Linked DNA regions of Sus scrofa: region 2 is linked to region 1. Evidence: chromatin contacts called from public HiChIP or PLAC-seq data. All regions are on one chromosome and are shown on one strand. The core of a region is the stretch at or near the end of the contact, and the rest is flanking DNA. Distances in the headings are between cores, read along the strand shown. Region 1 holds the start of ARHGAP22 (rho GTPase-activating protein 22). Region 2 holds the start of LRRC18 (leucine-rich repeat-containing protein 18).

Evidence for each region. HiChIP or PLAC-seq counts read pairs in DNA pulled down with a chosen protein or histone mark.
Region 2: an H3K27ac HiChIP or PLAC-seq map of alveolar macrophages shows a contact between it and region 1. The contact joins the promoter of LRRC18 here to the promoter of ARHGAP22 in region 1. A contact is called at or near these places in 1 of 5 promoter capture datasets (liver) and 1 of 2 datasets of contacts at active chromatin or transcription factors (alveolar macrophages).

The regions. Positions count from the first base shown.
Region 1 is chr14:89,329,832-89,333,519 of Sscrofa11.1, reverse strand. It overlaps ARHGAP22 (rho GTPase-activating protein 22), which reads left to right and starts at 2,132. Exons shown (of 11, transcript XM_021073072.1): 1 at 2,132-2,362.
Region 2 is chr14:89,587,467-89,591,154 of Sscrofa11.1, reverse strand. It overlaps LRRC18 (leucine-rich repeat-containing protein 18), which reads left to right and starts at 1,676. Exons shown (of 4, transcript XM_021073023.1): 1 at 1,676-2,790. All of the region lies in intron 50 of WDFY4 (WD repeat- and FYVE domain-containing protein 4), which reads right to left.

The sequences.
Region 1 (3,688 bases), core at 883-3,382:
TTAGCGATTCACAGCTGAAAAGACTACCTTTCTTAACTGAGTGATTCAATCAAAGAATTCGTGCCTGGTGTGTTTGGGAGGCTAACTTGGTGGAGTTAAAATTTTCTAAACCCTAGGCTGGGGCAAGCTTTAAAACAATCTTAAAACAACCAGTAATAAAAATGGCGATTTAAATCATAATGCTATCTGATTAGTCATTTTGTGGTCTCAGTGATGAAAAGCCTTTGCATATTAAAAAGTGCAAAAAGTGCAAAAAGGAAAAATTAAAAAGGAAATCTAAGCTAGAGAAAATATGATTTATATAAAGCAAGAAAACTTGTGTGAAGTGCAGATTTCTCTCCAAGTAAGATTAATGTTTTTGTTTTTGGATACTCATCTAGTATACATTTGTTAAAAAGTGTGATGTCTCTAGGGAAATAACAATGAAGACTGCTGTATTGCTTTTTAGGAACCTTTAACAGTTGACATTTTCTCAAAAAACAATGTTGCCTCTATTATTAAATATGAGTCAAGTTTATTACAGGAAAAAAAGGGAGAAACAATCCCTGAGCTCCAGTATCAATTTCAATATTTACACCCATAAAACAGTATGTAGCCTTCCTATGCTTATAACTTATAACAACTGGAAAAACAAAACAACTTTGCTACGTAAAAACAAAAAGTCCCCCTAAGAATTCTTCATTAAATGCAATTTACAATATGGTTCTGACTGAGCTTGTGACGGCTAGGGTTCAATGGCTCATTGAACAGAGGTCTCTAGAGGGTTGTTGTGTGACCACCCTGATTTCTGGGGGCTTCTAAAGCCCTCAGAACCGCTACACAGAACCCTGATTTTATGGAAGCCAGTGAGCTCACTGATGGTGCCCAATTCCTGGTGAGGGTTGTGGGTCACCACCCAGTCACCCCACCACCAAAACTCTCCCAAGAGGAAGCCCCATGTGGGCTGCTGGCTCCCCTGGAGACCCACTCTACCAGAGCCCTAAGTGCCACACATGAAAGAAATTCTCTGCCAGATTCTCTGCCACCTGCTGCCAATTGGGTTTTAAATACGGACAGCGACTCTGGCACTAAAATCACCTGAGAGTGTTTGAGTATAAAACCTTCTAAAATGGTCTTATTTTTAAATTTATCACATTAAATTAAATTGCACAATTTATTAGACTGTGCAGGAATCCCAGTTTGAGAACCAAATACTGCCCTAATTAAAGCTGCTGCTGCTGATGGAGGAAACGAGCCCTTTCTAGATCCCTGTTAAGTGCCACTGGCTGCATCGGGGTGTGAGGACCAGAGCTGAGCACTTAGCTGAGTTCTTTGCATGACTTACCTCACAACAGACCCTGGAGTCAGCAGCATTATTCTCATTTTACAGATGGGGAATGGAGTGCAGGGACACAGTGCAACTTACCCAGGGGCTCAGCTAAGAAGTGTCCATGACAGGACTCAAATTCAACTTTGCTTGACTCTAATGCCCTTATTCTTTCCACACCAGCTCCACCACCTCCCCCAGCAGGTCTGAACAGAGAGTTAGCCCTCCTCCATTCAAGCACAGAGAAGGCCTAGTTTGCTGATTGCCAACTCAATTCCCAGTAGGAGGGTCCAAGAGCAGGACGCTACACCTGGCTCTTCAGAAAGCCCTGAGTTCTGTCCTTGCAGCAGGACCTGTACCAGCAACTCCTCTCCACCCAGGTCCACCCTGCCTCACTCCCAGGAGCCTCCAGGGGCCAGTGGGAGGTTACCGCATACTTAGGGTGGGTGATCACCTGCCTCTGCCATCACCACCTTCCTGAGGCTGGCCTGACCGAGCTTCTACCCCAGCCCTGGCTCTGCCCAGATGCCGAATCAGGCTTTCCAAGGCTACCAGGCCATAGCCGGCCTCCCCTGCATTCATCAGGGAGGAACAAGAGTGGGGCCATTCTGAGTCCAGGTGAAGAGGAGACCGGCCCACCCTTGGAGAGAGGGCTCTCTGTCCACCAGAGCTCCACTGAGAGGCAGATCATGGAGGGCCATCTGCCTGCTTCCCTCCTTGGCCTTGGCTTTCGAATCAACTGGCCTTTATTTCAAATCGCAGGGATGTCGCTTGTAATCCGTCACCTTGGAAAACGCACTGAACCTTTCTGATCTCTTTCCCTATCCACAGAATGGGGGAGATTTTGGTGATGCTGGAACTTTGGGAAGTGGTTCAGCTCCTCCCTCCGCAACCTGAGGGCTCCTCCCCTGCTAATGACTTCTCCAGCCCCAACTTCCTCCCGGTACTCAAGACAGAACTGAGCAGCGCAGCACGGAGTCCAGCTTCTCAGAGGAAGACTGTGTAGGAAGCCCCAGGAATCCCGTACACCTGCGAGCAGCCCATGGCCCGGAGAAGGTGAGGCTGCAGATCAGGGTGGGGCGATTTGGGGCTTGGGGGGTCCTGAGGCAGGGAGGAATGCGTACAGAGCTGGGGCTGTGAAGGAGGCAATTGTCCAGGGGCGTGGGAGACAGTGCCGGCTTGTGCCCACCAGGGGGCGCTCTGCACCAAGTCAAACTCCAGGCCTGCCGCCGCGAGCCGCCCAGCCCCAGCCCTTTCTGGCAGAGGTCAGCCTCACTGGGGAAACATTTCTTGAGCAGAGTCTGCGGCAGCCTCTTAGCAGGCCAAGAACGGCCATCAACGCACCATCCCCGGAGGCACCGAGGAGCCAGGGAGCCTGGACCTGATTGATAATGTTCCGCCTGGGCAGCTTCCTCCTAGTCCTGCCCGCTGGTCACATGGGGGCTGGGGGCAGGGCCAGGACCGGCAGGGCCCAGGGGGTGAGAAGAGGGGGCAGGGAGCCCAAGGTGCTCCCTCCAGCCAGTGCCCTGAAGAGGGATCCCCAGGCAGGTTCTGTGCAGCGGAAATGGAGGTGTCCGGCTCCTCCGTACCAGGTGAGCAGACCCTAGGCCGGGCAACACGCAGGAGGCTTTTCTGGAAGTCTGGGCGCCCCCCCCTGTCTGCCAGGGCCCAGGTGTCCACTAGGTGATGGGGTGCTCTTTACCCAGTGCCCACACACGCTGGAAGCCAGGGGGCCCTGTGGGAGATGTATGAGGAGCCTTAAGGTGAACACATGGCTAGGCCAGTCCAGGACAACCGGGACCATCTGTCCAAGTTTGAAGAATGGGGCTGCAGAGAATGCCAGAGCAATCTGGGTTCGAATCCCCCCCCCCACCTGCACCGTGTTACACCGTGTGGCTTAGGATGACTCGCACAGTTCCACTGAAATAGTCACCTCTGGGTTAATTTGAATCAGGTTAATGTGTGTGGTCCACAGTGGGTGCCTGTTAAGTACTTGCTGTTGATATTAACAATACCTGTGGGTGCCTATTAAGTGCTTTCTAGCTGTTGATATTGATAATGCCTGTGAGTGAGGTGATGCCCAGGTACAGGGCTCTAGAAGGACCTGGTGTTCCCGCACCTACTCCCACGGTGAGCCCGTTTGCTGGGGCCGGTGCCAACTAGAACTGCTCCTGGCTGAGTCATCCCCAGCTGGCTCTCCATGGCAGGTCCAGGAGCTGTGCCCCTTCTGTGCTGAACTTAGCCAGGTTGTGGCCTGCTGTTGAACACCACTGATGAGGAAGGTGGGTGAGGGGCAGGCAAGGGCTGGGGTGGGTGATGGGAGCACAGTTCTCATACTCCTCTGCCCCTAGGTCACTCTCCCCAGCTGGAGAGCAGAGCCCA
Region 2 (3,688 bases), core at 427-2,926, 260 kb before region 1:
GTTCTTTCTCACTCTGGGAGGAAGAAGAACATGGTGTAAAAGTGAAGACTTGCTTTTGGTCAAGACCTGCCTGGTTCTGCCAATAGAATGCTGTAAGATCTTAGAAAAATTGTGCCACCTGTGAATCAGATCACCTGCTCTGTCATGCCAAAGGTCCTCAGGGTTTGCCATGGAGTCTATTGGGCAAGAGGCCAGGCCCTCTGGGATGGGGTTGAGAAGAAGGGAAGAATTCAAAGTCGCTGAGGACTAGGAAGATCATTCCACCTAACCTGAAGGTGGCCTAGCACAGTGGGCCCACAGAGGACACCTTACCAGCCTCACCCCCACCCAAACAGGTGTCTAAACTCCTCTGGATAACTTCCAGAGATGGGACACTATCTTCAACCAGGACTCTGCATGTGGTCAAGAGTTAGGCTGGGTTCAAATTCTTCCTTGTTTTGAGGGGTGATTTTTATTCATGCTGTTTCATTTTTAATCAAATCTATGTTTTTCCCTCCTTAAAAGCAAATCTGGGTTGGCCTAGTTTTCAAATCTAGGTTGTAGGTCAAGAGAAATCCATGAATAGACAGGCATGTTTGCAAACCAGAGATTTCTTCCTGTGTTGACAGAATATGAGACTTTCTACTATAACTTCCTGTCTTTATTTCTCTAACATGTAGAAATCTTGCAGAAAAACAATAATTGTCTAATGCATTACAAACTACAAAGACTTTTTGTCTATTGTCTAATTTTCACAAAGATCTGATGAAGTAGCTATTATCTCCATCTTCAGATGTGGAAATGGAGGTGGGCTAAGAGGTGGCATGCAAACTAGGGAAGTACACGAGGGTATGCATGAGCCACAAGGCCTAGGGCAGGGCAGGCACCGTGAATGCCCAGCACACTGGGCTGTGCAGAGCATCTGCTGGACCACACCTTGACCCCAGACCTTGACTATGAAAACAAATGCTTTCCTCCGAAGAAGAAAAGAAAACAAAAACAAATTAAAAAAAAAATAACAAAAATCCTTGTTATGGCTGGATTGGACGGCGATTACCTGACAAATGGGTAATTTGTGTATATTTGGAGTTAAAAATGAACATTAGCAAAATTGCCAAATTATTATTGCACACCCATGCCACAAACCTGATACTGTAGATGCATGAAATTCTGGAGGTTTATACATGAAGCTACCTCTAAATGCTGAAAATAGTGGCTTTTATTTTTATAATGTTTGACATATCTACATTTTAAAATGTGTTTATTTTCTCATGTATTTCCTCCCTTAAAATATTTATTGTATTATTTTTTGCTTATCTGTGTTTTAAGATTTCATATTACTTATTTTTTAATTTAAATTAGGTACTTTTTGAATATTCTAATTAGAAATACACTAAGTTGTAGGATTTCAGGTAATTTTTAATTTTCTTTTTACCTTTATTTGATCATTATTTTAAATCTATTGTCTAAATTAAAAGATCTCTTTTATTTAGTTTTGGATTGAATAGAACAGCGGTGGTATTCACATATTTAAAATTTTTATAGTTAACTCTATTTCTAATTTAATGATTTATTACATTTTATTTTTTTTATTACTATTATTATTTTGTCTTTTTTGGGCCACACCCAAGGCATACGGAGGTTCCGAGGGTAGGGGTCAAATCGGAGCTGTAGCTGCTGGCCTATAACACAGCTCATGGCAATGCTGGATCCTCAACCCACTGACCGAGGCCAGGGATCGAACCTGCATCCTCTTGGATGCTAGTCAGATTTGCTTCCACTGAGTCATGATAGGAACTCCTCATTTTTATTTCTTAATCTTTCTTATTTTGCTCTTTTGTACTTTCCCAAATTTTTATCACTTGGGTTCATTTTGCATTTTAAATCATTTATTTACTAATCATTTTATTTATCTTTAAATTTGACCTGGGTAGTACAATTTAGAGTGTTTTTATATTTTTATTTCTATATATGAATCTTCTAACTTTTCTACAATGTTATTTTATTTTTTGCATAATCTTAATGTTTAACCTTTTTGTCAAATTTCTCGTTTCTGGGAATTTAATGTAAGGGAAAAGAAACTGAAAACAACAACAACAACAAATAAGTGCCCCGATACATTCATTTCAGCCTTATTCACGATAGTACCAAACTGGAAAAACAAAGTCCCCATGATTCGGTATTGCGCATTCATTAAAAATGTCGGGTTCAGAAAGTACATGTCGGCATTGAATGACATCGTATCAGCTAAGAAAAAATGATTCTAGAATGTCTGATTTTCATGAACATTGTAGTCACTCTGATCTAATAGTGAAAAGGGGGTATAAAGAGAAAACTGCAAGAAATAATTAAATTCAAATAAACAGATAAAAAGCCAGCTCTCTCAACAACTAAAGAGCAGGAAGAAGTACTGGGGCAAGCTACAAGGAAGTCGAACATATTTCATGGAACTCAATGCCACAGCAGGAGTTTGTCCATTCAAAGAGCAAACGTGGCCTTTCCCCTCTGTTAGCAACGTCCTCTTCCGGCGGCGGTCACCGGGGAAAGCATGCAGCCTGGTGCTGTAATCCCCAGGGCACTGCTGGGGGAGGCCAGGAGGAAGCCCATTGTGAGTCTCAGGGACCCCAGGGACCTCTGCGTGGTCAGCAAGCCGGGCCTGCTGGGTGTCTGGGTGTCCTGGAGACCCTTTCAGCACTGGGTTCTCTCACCTTACAGGCTGGCATCGAGATTATGCTAATGAACTCCAGGTCCCAAGTCTTGTTGCCTGGTGACAAAGTTTCACAGTTGAGGAGGAAGACCTGGGAGGAACGGGTAAGTTTTCCTCTGGTTGCATTTATTTTAACTCTGCCAAACTCCAACCTCTTCAAACTCTCTTCTCTCTTCCCCTTTGAGTAAGCGACTTTGGAAATGCCAGTTCTCCTGGTGTGTTTTATTTACAAACCCCAGACGCCAGCTAATTCATTATTTAGGAAAGGAGCAAGCTGGCTGTGAGCCCCAGGCAGGAAGGGCAGCTAGCTGGGGACCCAGCTGAGTGTTCTGGGGCCTCTGGGCCACCGGTAAGCTTGGGAGGTTAGTGTGGGAGTCCAGGAGACTTTGGGGTCAAAAGTCTGCAACTCCTTGAGCTTTGTTTGCTGCTCTACAAGCAGGTAGAGCCTAGCGTTTAAACTGCTTCTTCACCCACCCAGTTACCCCTATAAGGAAACTGTAGTGCTCATTCAGTCAGGAGGCTGGAGCCTTTGTAGGTAACCTCAGCAGACCTCACTTGATCACCACTGACTATGCTGGGGTTTGGAGCACAGTCTGTCTTTTGAGAAGTCTGGAGGCAAACCCTTTCTACAAGGGATCCAGGTCATGGAACCCACTAACAAGTGGTTGAGTCTTAGGCTAGGCTGGGTCTTGCAAGGAGGGACTCTTTATGGAATTCACTCATGTCCCTATTTACATGACAGGTAAAGGTAGGCACACTTACTTCAAATCTTTGTGACTTTGGACAAGCTACTTAGCCTCTCTGAGCCTCAAGTGCCCCATATCTGTCCAGTAAAGATAAAAAATCAATAAATACATGGGCAGGTGTAAGAATTATTTATAATGTCTACAAAATGCCTGGCCTAGAGTAGGTGGTCAATATAATTCGTATGCACAGTCTGAAGACAGGAGACTAATTTAAACGTGTTTAAACAGTCTGGCACGAAATAGGTTTTCAATACAT